Linked DNA regions of Sus scrofa: all the other regions are linked to region 1. Evidence: chromatin contacts called from public targeted proximity ligation data. All regions are on one chromosome and are shown on one strand. The core of a region is the stretch at or near the end of the contact, and the rest is flanking DNA. Distances in the headings are between cores, read along the strand shown.

What was found.
Region 2: a contact with region 1 is called in a targeted proximity ligation map of skeletal muscle, with 14 times the contacts expected there. A contact is called at or near these places in 11 of 47 Hi-C or Micro-C datasets (embryonic fibroblasts, epiblast stem cells, fetal heart ventricle and 5 more) and 2 of 2 datasets of targeted methods (alveolar macrophages and skeletal muscle).
Region 3: a targeted proximity ligation map of skeletal muscle shows a contact between it and region 1. A contact is called at or near these places in 2 of 2 datasets of targeted methods (alveolar macrophages and skeletal muscle).
Region 4: a targeted proximity ligation map of skeletal muscle shows a contact between it and region 1, with 13 times the contacts expected there. A contact is called at or near these places in 4 of 47 Hi-C or Micro-C datasets (liver, mesenteric adipose tissue, omental adipose tissue and 1 more) and 1 of 2 datasets of targeted methods (skeletal muscle).

What each region holds. Positions count from the first base shown.
Region 1 is chr4:81,653,307-81,656,286 of Sscrofa11.1, forward strand. The region is part of intron 1 of NME7 (nucleoside diphosphate kinase 7); the gene reads left to right. Among named protein-coding and RNA genes, the nearest start is that of NME7, 15 kb to the left of the region's middle.
Region 2 is chr4:82,385,376-82,388,671 of Sscrofa11.1, forward strand. It overlaps LOC106510102, which reads right to left and starts at 2,006. Exons shown (of 9, transcript XR_002343354.1): 1 at 461-2,006.
Region 3 is chr4:82,361,582-82,364,727 of Sscrofa11.1, forward strand. It overlaps LOC106510102, which reads right to left. Exons shown (of 9, transcript XR_002343354.1): 2 at 1,618-1,738; 3 at 475-539. Among named protein-coding and RNA genes, the nearest start is that of XCL1, 73 kb to the right of the region's middle.
Region 4 is chr4:82,622,730-82,625,875 of Sscrofa11.1, forward strand. The region is part of intron 1 of LOC106510109 (a long non-coding RNA gene); the gene reads right to left. Among named protein-coding and RNA genes, the nearest start is that of TBX19, 75 kb to the right of the region's middle.

The sequences.
Region 1 (2,980 bases), core at 260-2,759:
GTTGTCTTTTCATTAAAACATTTCTTAAAGCCCTGTTGACTGGAGAGGAATATATGAAAAACCAAATTAACTTCTTTATAAATCAGAACGAGAAACCCGTTTTTCTTAATAACTAATATAGTCATTTATTTTATGCCTACTGTAAGTTCTTTTCATATAAGGAAACCATCTCAGGTTGAAAAGACACCCAACGTCAGGGAGTTCCCATTGTAGCTCAGTGGTTAACGAATCCAACTAGGAATCATGGGGTCGCGGGTTCCGACCCTGACCTTGCTCAGCGCGTTGGGGATCTGGCATTGCCGTGAGTTGTGATGTAAGTCACAGATGCAGCTCGGATCTGGCATTGCTGTGGCTGTGGTGTAGGCCAGCGGCTACAGCTCTAATTAGTCCTCTAGCCTGGGAACCTCCATATGCTGTGGATGCGGCCCTAGAAAAGACGCACACACACAAAAAAAATAAAAATAAAAGACACCCAAGGTTATACTGCTGTTAACTGACAGGGTTCTGATTTGAATCTGTTTAGCCTGAAATCCCAGGCTCTTTCTAGCCTACTGAAATTGGGGCCAAGATATTTACTATTTTTTTAAATTTTTAGGAGTAAATTTCTAATTTTTTTTTTTTGTAGTCAGAAGTGAAGACTGTTTACTTCCTTTTGTAAACTCAATTTATAGAGCATATGAGTGATACAAATTTTATTCAAAAAGTCATAATTCATATTTTGACACTGAACTAGGCCCTCTGCAGAATTACCATGATTTAATACATAATTACAGGGCTATGGTTGAGAGGTGTTTGTTAAATGGTTGTGTGGCCTGGATATGCTGAAACCCACATTGAACACTAGGTGGCAGTCCTTCATTGCTGGACACGTTCTTTCAGGCACCATCTCCTTTATGAATATTATTAGTTGCTTATTAATTTTAATCATATTGATGTGGCATATGAATGCTCTTCATCTAGAAAGGACATAGTATCACAGATTATTTCTCATGAAGATGAAGACACATACTTTTCCGTTTCATAAATTAGGAAACTGAAGCCTAGATAATGAAAATGGCCCCCTTTGGGATTAAACTTGAAAATGGTTTTGCAGAATATATTACTCCACCAAAATATCCTTTATTTTATTTAAAGGAAACCTAAAACTACTAAATTAAGATAACCCAGGAGTCACATGAAATAATATAGGTCAAAGTTTTCAAAAGGTAGAATAGATTATTCTAATATACAGCTTTTCAGATAGACTGTGTGATAATCAGTACTTCTAACACTTGATGATATAGTCACGGCTTTATCCACTTTTACAGAAGTACATTCATGCCTACAGCCCCTTGAATCTGCATCTTTTGAGCGTGCACATAGTATTTTCTCCAATGACTGATTCTCAAAGAGTACTCATTCCTTTTCACCTGAGGCTAATGCTAAGAATCAGTAGCCAACCGTAGTTAATGCTGAATACTAATAATAGCAAAGTATCCAGAACTGTGTGTATATTTAGCATCTACAGCATTCAGTATTTGAAGCAGAGGAAAAATGGAACCACTTTGGTTTGCAACTAGGGCCCTACATGCTGCTGTGCATGTTGCACGACACAACTGCAAGTGAACTGCAGATATGCTTATTTATCACATATATATATTTTAATATATGACAGAAAATGTTACAAGGAAAGTCCAACTTTTTTTGATTTGCACAAAAGTACCAGGTCTGCTAAGGAACAGGCTTCTCAGATTTTGACTCACTGGTACTGACACTCAGTACCATTGGCATTTTCCCCAGTGGGAAAAGAGAGAAGAGCACAAGAGAGAGGTGATATAAAAATAACATTCTAAGATGCGTCTAAATTGCTAAAAATGTCAGGGTGGATTTAGGGCCCCACAGTGGAGGTAGACTGCCTCCCCACCATATCTGCTTCTCTACCACTACCTTCAGATCGTATCAGCTATTTTTTTTTTCTTGAATTCATAAGTTCCCCCTCCCCTTTAAAGCTTTATATGTTTTGTCTCTGAAATATTCACCCCAGATTTCTTTGTGACTGACTTCTACTTATTTTGGTTTTACCTTAAATAACATCTCTTCCCAGAGGGCTTTACACTCTATTCTAGTTGAAGGAAGCTCTCTGTCCCTAATCATTAACACATTTACTTATGCATTGTATTGTCTTTATAACATTTATTATTACAGGAATTATACTTTTTTTTTTATGGCTACACCCATGGCATATGGAAGTTCCCAGGCCAGGGATTGAGTCTGAGCCTCAGTGGAGACTACATTGCCTTTGGCACACTGCGCTGGGCAGGGGATTGAAACCAAGCCGCAGGGTGATCTGAGCCACTGCAGTTGAATTCTTAACCCACTGCACCACAGTGTGAACTCCAAAGAATTATACCATTTTTTTAAAGTGCTAGGAGGAGACACAGAAAGTCGTAAGTGAGCTCAGTGTCAACAGGGCCTTGTCTGTTTTGAATATCCTCAGTGTCTGCTGTGGTGCCTGGCAAAGAGAAGGAACTCAATATTTGTTGAAAGAATGGAGAAATAAATAAATTCAGCTTTTTAGGCATTAATAAATTTTTATTTGATACTGGCCACTGGATAAGTTCTGCTTTTTAAGTTTATTTATTCATTCAACAAATATTTAATAATACCATAAATATTTAAATAAATTATTTAAATAAATTGTTTAAAGAAATATTTAACAATAATATGCTATGCATATACCTGGTCCCTTGGGGTATATCCTTGAACAAAACAGACACTAATCCCTGCCCTATCAGGTCTTACATACTCTTGAGGGAGTTATACAGTAAATAATTAGCATATTATTATAATATGCATAATATTTGAAAGTGTTAAATGCTGTAGGGGAAAAATGAGCATGGTGATGAACACTGGAGATGCTCGTAATAGTGGTGGATGTAATTTAGAGGGACATGGCCAGAGTTGGTAGGGAAGATAATAATGAGACTATTTTTCACTTGAG
Region 2 (3,296 bases), core at 756-3,255, 730 kb after region 1:
AATTTTCTGGGACTGCAAACACCTGACTGATGAAACATGGAGGTGCCTACTCCCCCGAGATGCTATTGGGTAATCCCAAACATGATGACTCCAGCAAAGCTTCTGCTAGTAAGGAGGAGCTAGGTGGGCGGCTGTGCGCCACAGTTTAAGAGAGTCAAAGATGGGGAGGAATCAGGCTGAGATCACTGGGAAGAAAGAATCTTGTGGCTTTAACTCCTCCTCCTACAAAGCTGCTCCTAGGCCTCTGGCCTTTCCCCCTCCTTCTTTCTCCCTCACTGCCCGCCCCTACCTATTGTCACAAACAAGCCCCAATAAGGCAGCTTTCCCACCTTCTCCAGCCCACCCGCCCTGAGCATTGCCAAATTAGGGCTTTGCATCCCAGCACCACCACTAGAAGCTCGTAAACACTCCTCCGCCCCTGAAGCTGTCTCCGCATTGCAGCAGTACCGTCCTACCGCACCTCCACGCGCAGCTTTCAGAGCTGGTTTCTGCACTGCGGGGCCTGCCTCGCCAAATCTCCCTGCCCCCGCCTGTCTTCACGTTCTCCACTCTGCGCTGCCGCCTGCAGCTTACATAAGGCCCGCGCACACATGCAGTGAATTCATCTTCTCCTTTAAGGAGGCTCCAGGCAGCAAGGCAAGCGAAATGCTACTAGAGGTCCTCCCCACACCCTTCCCCCGACCCCAGCTGTCAAATAGTCACGCCCTAAAACAAATCCAGCAGCAACAAATACCCTGTGACAAGTCGGAAAGGCGGCCAGATCTAAGCCTGCACAGAGAACTCCGTCCTAAGAAATTAAGAACACGTGGGAAGGGGGCACCTGAGCAAGTGCTTTAACCTCTCTGCTAGCGCCAACGCTTCATCTAATCTGCTGGGACAACCTGCCAGCCACAGTGAGCCGGCTAAAGCCAGCCAAAGTCATCAGACCTACTTTGCCAAGAGAAATGAAGGACAAACTGATTCGTGCTGAATCTTCCCAATTACTACCTAGACTGATTGACAATGTAGGTAATTGCTCCCTGCTTGGCTTGATTAGAATGTTCTATTCTGAAAACATTAAAAAAAATTTTCCCTGGGGCCATGGATAGTCCTAATTTCCTGCTGGCAAGAGCCAGTAGCACCAACATCTCCTCATCTCATCTCCAACAAGCCACAGCTACTCTCTTCTACTCCTAGGAGTCCCTCAAGTCTCCCACCAGGAAGCCCAGGACCTAAAAAAGTCTGTCCTCTACCTTCACAGGGACTCTCCTTGTCCCATAGAGTGAAAGGCCATCAAGCCCAGTTCACCAATCCATCTGCTGTGGTTAGAGGTAGACAGAGCCATAGAATATCTTTCTCGTGAGAACAAAGCATTTTGCAGGGTGTGATTTATCACCCTCAGAAGCAGGAAGAGGGAACTCCTTCCCATCAACATCATCTTGCCTGAGCTGGGCAATCCATGAAAGCCCCCTCTCCCTCTGTCCCCAATTATCACATGGGACTCCTATTGGCTATTAACAACTGTGCTCACAGGATCAACTTTGCAAAAATTAGTCCTAAATATTAGAATGGAAGAGGTATGGATTCCAGCTGGGGAGTGGGGGGAACTGATGCAGAAAATCAGGGCCATGGTAGGATGACCAACTACCCCAGTTTGTCCTGGGTTAAAGGGCAGACACAGGACTTTCAGCTGGGAAAGTCCCAGATAGTCTGGGACAAATCAGTCACCCAAGTTAGGGATAAAGAAGACTTTTTCTTGGAAACTTGAGTTCTGAACTAAAAGGAATTGTTTTCCTTTCCAAAGCATACAAGAGAGTGTTTGCTCCCTGAAGAGTGACAAGGAAGAGGACCTCTTCTCATGAACATTTTAGAAATTTGATAAACAGAAATTTGATTGAGAGCGTAAAGAGAACAGAGTCCTGGGAGAAGGTATTAAGAAATCTAATGGGCTAATAATGTTCGGGACATTTAATCTTCAGCTATGCCTTGTTTATGCCAGTTGGAGTGGCATAAGCCATAAAAAAGATTCCCTATCCATGATGGCAGGATGGCATCCCCCACTCCACCTCTAGCTGTACTCACTGCATCCCTCCCCCAACTTAAACCTAGAATAGTAACAGCAGTCTTCTGCATGGCATTTTTCAGGCATTGCATGTGGGTCTCTTGGAAGCAGGCAGCTGCAGCATAATGGAAAGGGGCTCAACCTAGAAGTCAGGACACCTGAGTTCTATTTTGCTCCTAGTCCTCTCTGACTCAATGACCTTGGGCAAGCACTTAACCTTCTCTCAACTATAAAAAGGAGAAAACATCCCTATTCCTGCATCTCCCTCCACTGTAGTGAGGATCAAATGAGGTGACATGGGCTCTCAGTGAACCTAAAAGAATTAGACCTTGATCAACAATTCCCAGTATGTCTTAAACATTCCAGGTTCACCCAATCTTTGCTGCAGCTTTGGGGAACCTCAGATCCATTCTATTTGGGGATTTTGGGTACATCATCTTTTTGGGCATCTTCTGGAGGTTTAAGTTAAATCTCTTTCCAGGCATGTTTTGACTGAAATTACCCTCTTTTAACAATTCTCCATTCAGATGGTCAGATCTTTAAAGTTAGGGGCCGTACGGAGGTCAGTCATAACCAGAGCCTAAAAGCCTAGGGCAACAACTGAGGTTGAGAAGGTCAGCTGACCCTGGAAGAATCCTCAGGGTTTGAATACCTAAGAGACCATCACTTGAAGACACTTGGTATGAGAATTAACTCTGCAACTTTCTACAAAATCACTCTAAGCACCCAGTTTATTATCAATAAACTGAATGTTTATTGTGGAGCAAGGGGGATGGAGGAAATGGTAAATATTCTGCCATCTTCATGGGACTGTGAGAATTAAATATTATGTCAATATTTGGTAAACTATAAAATGTAATACCATTTAAATGTGAAAGACCAAAGCAATGAACTTTTAAAATTGTGGTAAAATAAATATTTAAAAGTATATAATTTTAACCATTTTAGGTGTTCAATTCAGTGGCATTAATTACATTCACGATATCATGTAATGGTTACCACTATCTTTTTTCATAAATTTTTCATCACCCCAAACACAAACTTTGTACTCATTAAGGCAACAACTCCCCCTTCCCACATCCCTTCAGCCCCTGTTAACCTCTAAACTACTTTCTGGCTCTGTGAATATTTCTATTCTAGATATTTAATATAAATGAAATCATCCAATATCTGTCCTATTGCGCCTGGCTTATTTCACTTAACACATCATGATGTAGCATGTATCAGAATGTCATTCCTTTTTATGGTTGAATAA
Region 3 (3,146 bases), core at 355-2,854, 710 kb after region 1:
CTATAGGATAGCATGTGACATTAGGAGCACACACTTGGAAGGTACCATTCTGTTAACATTCTGGTCCTTCATTTTCCCAGCATTATGCACTATCATGTAAGAGCACACAGTCATGGGCCTTCCTATACCAGAAACTTATTCCTGGCCTTCCTTAACCCTTGCAAATAAACTGGAATATCTGGAAGTACTTTTTTTTTTCAAACTCAAAAAATGAACTACATCAAACCCAAGTGGGAAATTGAACTGAAAAACGTCCAATGTCTCCTTCCCACTCTGAAATACCATTCATTGTCCTTCCTGCAAGACTACAAGCCATTCATGTAAGTTGGCACTAACCTTATCTCACATATGACCTATAAAAACTTTAGCCCTCTTTGATTAGATAGAAAAAGAACTGCTGAATCTGGGACATAGGATAAAAGATGCGTTTGTCACTCTGGAAACAGTCAGACCACCCAGAATAGTGATTCTCACCTGTTTATTCTAGGAAAAATGTCAGCAAAGTGCGTGTCTGTTGGGGCGGCGGCGGGGGGAGGTGGCTGGTAGGCATATCAGATGGAAAGAGCAGGGGGGAGAAAGAGAGAGAAGATAAAATTCTTCATTTTATGTTGTATTATATTGCACTTACAGAAAATACGAGCAACACAGAGCTGAATTTCATATTCCAGAACCCTCATTCATTACAGTCAGACAAACTGGTAGTAATTGGGCAGCTGGCAATTATACTATAGCACCATCTAGCTCTCACTACCAGAGCCTGACATCCTAAATCCAAGCCTGGCTGAGAACTTTAGGGCTAGTTACTTGATGATGAAAGCAAGCAAAATCCCAAAGCAAGTTTATGTTTAATAGTAACATATTAAATTATTTTTTTCTCTATTCCAAACTAGTTTTCCACTGAAAATATCAAGACTTAGATTTTACCTGCTGCACATAATTTAAATGTTACCCTGGTTTGTTTGTGCTCATCAAAATTCCACAGAGTTTGCCTTGATTACCCACTATCTTCTTTGGAAAGCTATCAGTAAGGCAGTATCACAGACATAGAGCTAAAGTCAACAGATTACTGATTTTGCAAATTCCCAGGACATTAGCAAAAATTTCTAGTGGGAAAAATTGATAACATTTTATTTTAATTCACTTATATTGAAAATTATTTACTAAAGTAACCAATTGTGGTGAATTGTGCCTGCTCACCATCACTAGAGGTGGCTAGTGAGGAGGGAGGACACTAAATGTCAAAGGGACCAGAATTGGATTTCTTCCCTCTAATAAACAGTGTCATGGTGGAAACAGCATGGCCTTTGACTTTACAGACTAGGATTCGAATATTCAAACAGGCTCTTTCTAGATGTTTGAGGAGATTGACCTCCCTGAGCTATTCAGGGTTATTGCAAAAAACAGTGGCGATAACATCTATAGAATATCTAAAACTCTTTTTTGGAAAGTAGTTCTTTAGAATTCTATGTAAATACTGCTAAAACATCAAAGAGGAACATAACGGTGTGCTGGCATCTTTATGAACGTCATTAGACAGTACATATTTAGATCCTTGGTAATCTGGTGGTGATTTGCGTTGGTGATTTAAAAGGGTCTAAAGGTTCTCTATCACATTACCTTTCTTCTGCGTCAGCCGGCTTCCAAAAATAGGGACAGTGCATCCTCTAGCAGGAATAGATGTCTGAAATAGCTGTTAAGCTGTTTGATTGTCAAAGTTATAAGTATGAGGTAAATTAACCTGAAATAGAGGTAATAGTAGAGAAGAATCAAAATGTGTGACTTTATTCAGCGATGGAGACTGTGCTTGTGTACAGGATTCCTTCTGGCTTTCGGGGGGACAATTCTCTAGGGAAATAAGCAACAGACCCGCTGCATCTAGAAGCCCAAGTTTCCCACTCAGACTTTCCATTTACTAACTGTGTGGATAGAAACAAATCTACCCTCTCAGAGGCTTAATTATCTTGTCTGTGAAACAGAGATTATATTTTTACTACCTCTCAAGGCTTGTTGTAAAAACAAGAGATAATATAGCTGACAGTCCTTTGCAAATCATAAAGTTTCAGGCAAATGTTGTTCCTCTTCTCAGTGATCAATTCACTCCTATGCAGCGATGGCTGAAGCCAAAACCCAGCAGCTTCTCTGAGCCTGTCTCTCATCCAATTGCCCACTTCCTCTATCCATCAGCAAGTCCATTCACCTCTACTCCCTAAAGCACCCTGCATCTTCTTTCCATCTCTGCTGGTATCCCATCCCCATGAGAGGCACTATATCTCTTATCCCAGCTACCCAAGAGCCTCCTTTCTGAGTCCCTGTTCACACACTGACCTCACTAAGAATCATTCCCAAAAAAAGACCTTTAAAAAGGTCAGAGTGACCTTTTTAAACATAAATCAAGAGGCTACCAAACATTACATACCTCTTTATGGAAGTATTTGATGACCTTATCATATATTTTTTTTTCTTTTTAGTCCACACCTACAGCACATGGAAGTTCCTAGGCCAGGGGTGGAATCAGAGCTGCAGCTGCCGGCCTCCACCACAGTCACAGCAATGCCAGATCCTAGCCCCATCTGTGACCTACACCACAGCTCACAGCAACACCAGATCTTTAACCCACTGGGTAAGGGGAGACCAGGGATCAAACCTACATCCTCACAGACACTATGTCAGGTTCTTAACCCACTGAGCCACAACGGGAACTCCTTGTGAAATATTCTTGATAAATAAACCTGAACATGCTCAGCTCTGCCCACTTCTCCATTGGTACCCAATTCCTCAATACCCCCACCTACTGAGCTCCAGACTCCCTGGCCTTAACCAAGGGAACTCCTCATTGACTCATTTTAACTCCTGTTAACACTCTAACTATTTTCAATTGTTTATCATTCTGTCTCTTCCCAGTAGAATATAAGCTTTATAAGGGGGGGGGGATTTTCTATTGTTTCTCTTTTTTTCCACTGTATCTCAAGCTCCTTGAATAATGGCTTTCACATAAGAGCTTTCGATAAATATTTGTTAAATAAATGAATTCATTAGTCTGATGAGTCTAATTCTGCTCTGCCACTAACTAGGAGTGTGACCTTGGGAAAGAAAGTCACTTAACCTCTTCAGAGCTCTTTTTTTTTTTTAAACATGTAGTTTGGGGA
Region 4 (3,146 bases), core at 487-2,986, 970 kb after region 1:
TGTCCAAAAAGGCTACACACCTAGTAAGTGGCAAAGCAGATGTAAACACAGGAGCCTGTGGCCCTGCAGTGCATACTCTGAACTATTATGATACCCTCAGAACCAGAACTGGCGAGAGCAATGCAACGGAAAACAACATGCATTAATTTAACACTATGTGCTCAGAACAAGGAGTTAGAGATGAATGTAAGTGCCTCCTGGAGGGAATTTCATTCCTCAACCCCCTTCAAAGACAAGGCCAGCCCATGCAAACACACCCTCCAGCAGAGACGCCATCCTATCAGGTGGGCCTCCAAAACTACTCACGTATTCTGTTCACACTCCCTTCACCCTGCCCTCCCCCTCTGACCCTCACTGACACTGCACCCTGGATGCCAACAGTCACATAAGGCCCACTTTTTCTTTGGCTTTGGGTCTCCAATCCAACCTAATGCTCACTTTGTGATGATTCTGACAGTCAGCCTCCAGCCTTCACACTGCCTGACTTAGAAAATAGGTCAACCCATTCCCAAACTAACCTCTCCTTCCCCCCACCTGGAATGGGTTTAGATGCTAATTTAGACTTCACCTAAGTTACGATATCTGCACAACATGCATGCTTGACTCTCCTTTGTCCTTTTGATCCATCTTTTATTCATTTATTTCTTCAACAAATAATGTGTGTTTACCATGTGCCAGGCAACATACAAAATGCTTTTTCATGAGGTATTCCTTTAAATCCTTGCAAGCTCACCATTAGGTTTTCATTACTCCCATTTTATATATGAGGATCAAGCTCAGCTCCTAACACTTTCATGGAATTCTTTGGGAATCATATGCTAATCTGTGAGCTCCTAGAAGCTGGGCCTTCCTTTCAATTTTCTTCCCCAGGCCTCCAGCTGGCATCCAGCAAACAGTGGTTCAATTGCACCAGATTAACAAGCCAGTTGGGCATTCTGTACAGCCTGACTCATAATAATATTCAGTATAGGTCTTGCTGCTCAGAGGGCCCTCTCTCATTCATAGTCACACAACAGAAACTGATGTGAATGGCACCTGCTTTATCAGTGGCCACCAGACACTACCAGAGCTTTGCAAACTAGGAAGAGTCTCTCAAAAGCCATCATTCAGGGTTAAGAGGTGAGCACACAAGCAGTGAGGGTCCCTGCCAACAAGGTCCTTTCCTGCGGAGGTAAGATTTTGGCCTGGGTACCCGGAAAAATCCTGCACACAATAGCTGCTCCCTCCTGTTGCCCTGGAGGCCTTGACAGCTGTCCGCTCTATTCTGACAGATCCTGGCGATAATGAGCCAATAATGCCTTTTTGGGGGCCATGCAAAGTCATCAAGTCCCTGGATGATGCCATCTGCTGGGAGGGAGAATGCCCAGAGACTCTGATCCGAAGGCAGCAGCCTTGCCAAGGGATTTTAACCTGGGACTCAGTCCAGACACAGAGGCACTAAGAATCAGGCCTGACCTGACACTGCAGGGTTTAGAATTCAGAGCCAATAGACCAGGGGCCCCCAAGGAGAAAAGCAAATGATTTTCTAAAGACAGTGGGACCTGCTGTTTCCTCTTAGGAACCCATTAATGAAATGATCATAAAAATAAAGTATCATTAAAAGAACATATTTAGAACAATTGTTCCCTTCAGCAGGTTGTAATTCCTGTAATTCTCAGGGAACAGCTTTGAGCTCTGCATAGCGGCTCCCACGCAAGACGCAATCTGTCTGCAACAGAGGGGAATGAGTCAGCTTGCAGTGGGGAGAGGGGGTGGGAAGGCAAGGACAGCCTCCACCACCCTTCCCATTGTAACTCGGCAGCTCAGCTGGGTTTTCTTGCAAAATGTGCTTTTTTTTTTTTGCAAAATGAGCTTTTAACCTCTCAGAACAGGTCACTTCTCCCTGTTTCAAAAAGAATAGGATCTCAGAGGGAAGTGGCCTGCCACAGAAGCAACTGTCCCCCTCCACAGCAGGAAGGGTGCCCACCCAATTCTTCCCCAACTTTTCCAAAATGCAAAACTCTATACACACCATTGACCCCCGGTATCTATCCATCTCTAATATCTTCAATATCCCCAGCCATAAATTGGATTTTGCTGAACTTCCTGATAGCCACCCATCCATCAGTGCTTCTTAAGCATGACTGCATGCTAAGCACTGTGCAGGATATTAGGGAATTGGGGATGTGAAGGTTGGAGCACAGCATCCTCCCAGGTCAGGCCCATTCAGCCATTTCTCTCTACCTTCCCTTCCCACAGTGGCAAAGAGGGACACCCTGCAGGTGAAAAAGCAAGGCTGGACAATGGTGGGTCAGCCCGGGTTGGAGGAGCTGCTGCTTTTCCCCAGCCTACTGCCTGTGTGAGTTACTCTCCCTGGAGGCTCTGCTGCAGAAGCCAAGCAGCCAGGGAGGGGGTGGCCTTGTTGGAGCTGTGAAGCAGACAGCATTACACAGCCTTGTGCAGATGGAGCACAGAGCTGACCTGGGCAGAGCAGGGCCTGCCCCTTACACCACCGGCACTCACACCAGACAGAGGCTGACTCCACCAAGGGCCTCCCACGCTTTCCCTTGGGATGTCCTCTCTCCTGGGTCCTGCCCATATTGGGAACAGTGCTCCCAAGGCCTTCCCTCTGGGAATGCCCTGAGGGAGTCTTCTGCATGTGCCAGGTTCATATACTGCTGCCAGGACCTTCCCCTCTATGCCCCACCCCCTCCCTCTATGCCCCACCCCCTCTTGCTTTCTGTCCACCTGACCTCTTCTGGGCGATTCCTAATTCTATCATTGCCCCTCCTCCCTCCTCTCAGTCATCTCCTTTGCTCTCTCCTAAACATCCACAGATGTGCGTCCATTCCCGCACCTAAAAAAGTAACAGTCAGGAAATTGTCATGTCACCGTGCAGGAAGCAGCAGCGGACTCTGGATTCTGGGACAGCACTTCCAGGTGGCTGCAGATGACAGCTCTCTTCTTACACTCTGACCTTTCTCAAACCAGTTCCTCAAGCTCGTTTCCTCACAGCCAGGTTCTTCCCTCACTGCAGCCAAAGTCCTCTTTCTCAAACTTCTGCCTGGCCATGTCATTCTCTACTCAAATTAAATGAGGCCACAGAGCATGATGGCTAAGATTATGTACCCTGAAGCTGGACTGAGTGGTTTCAAATCCCATCTACC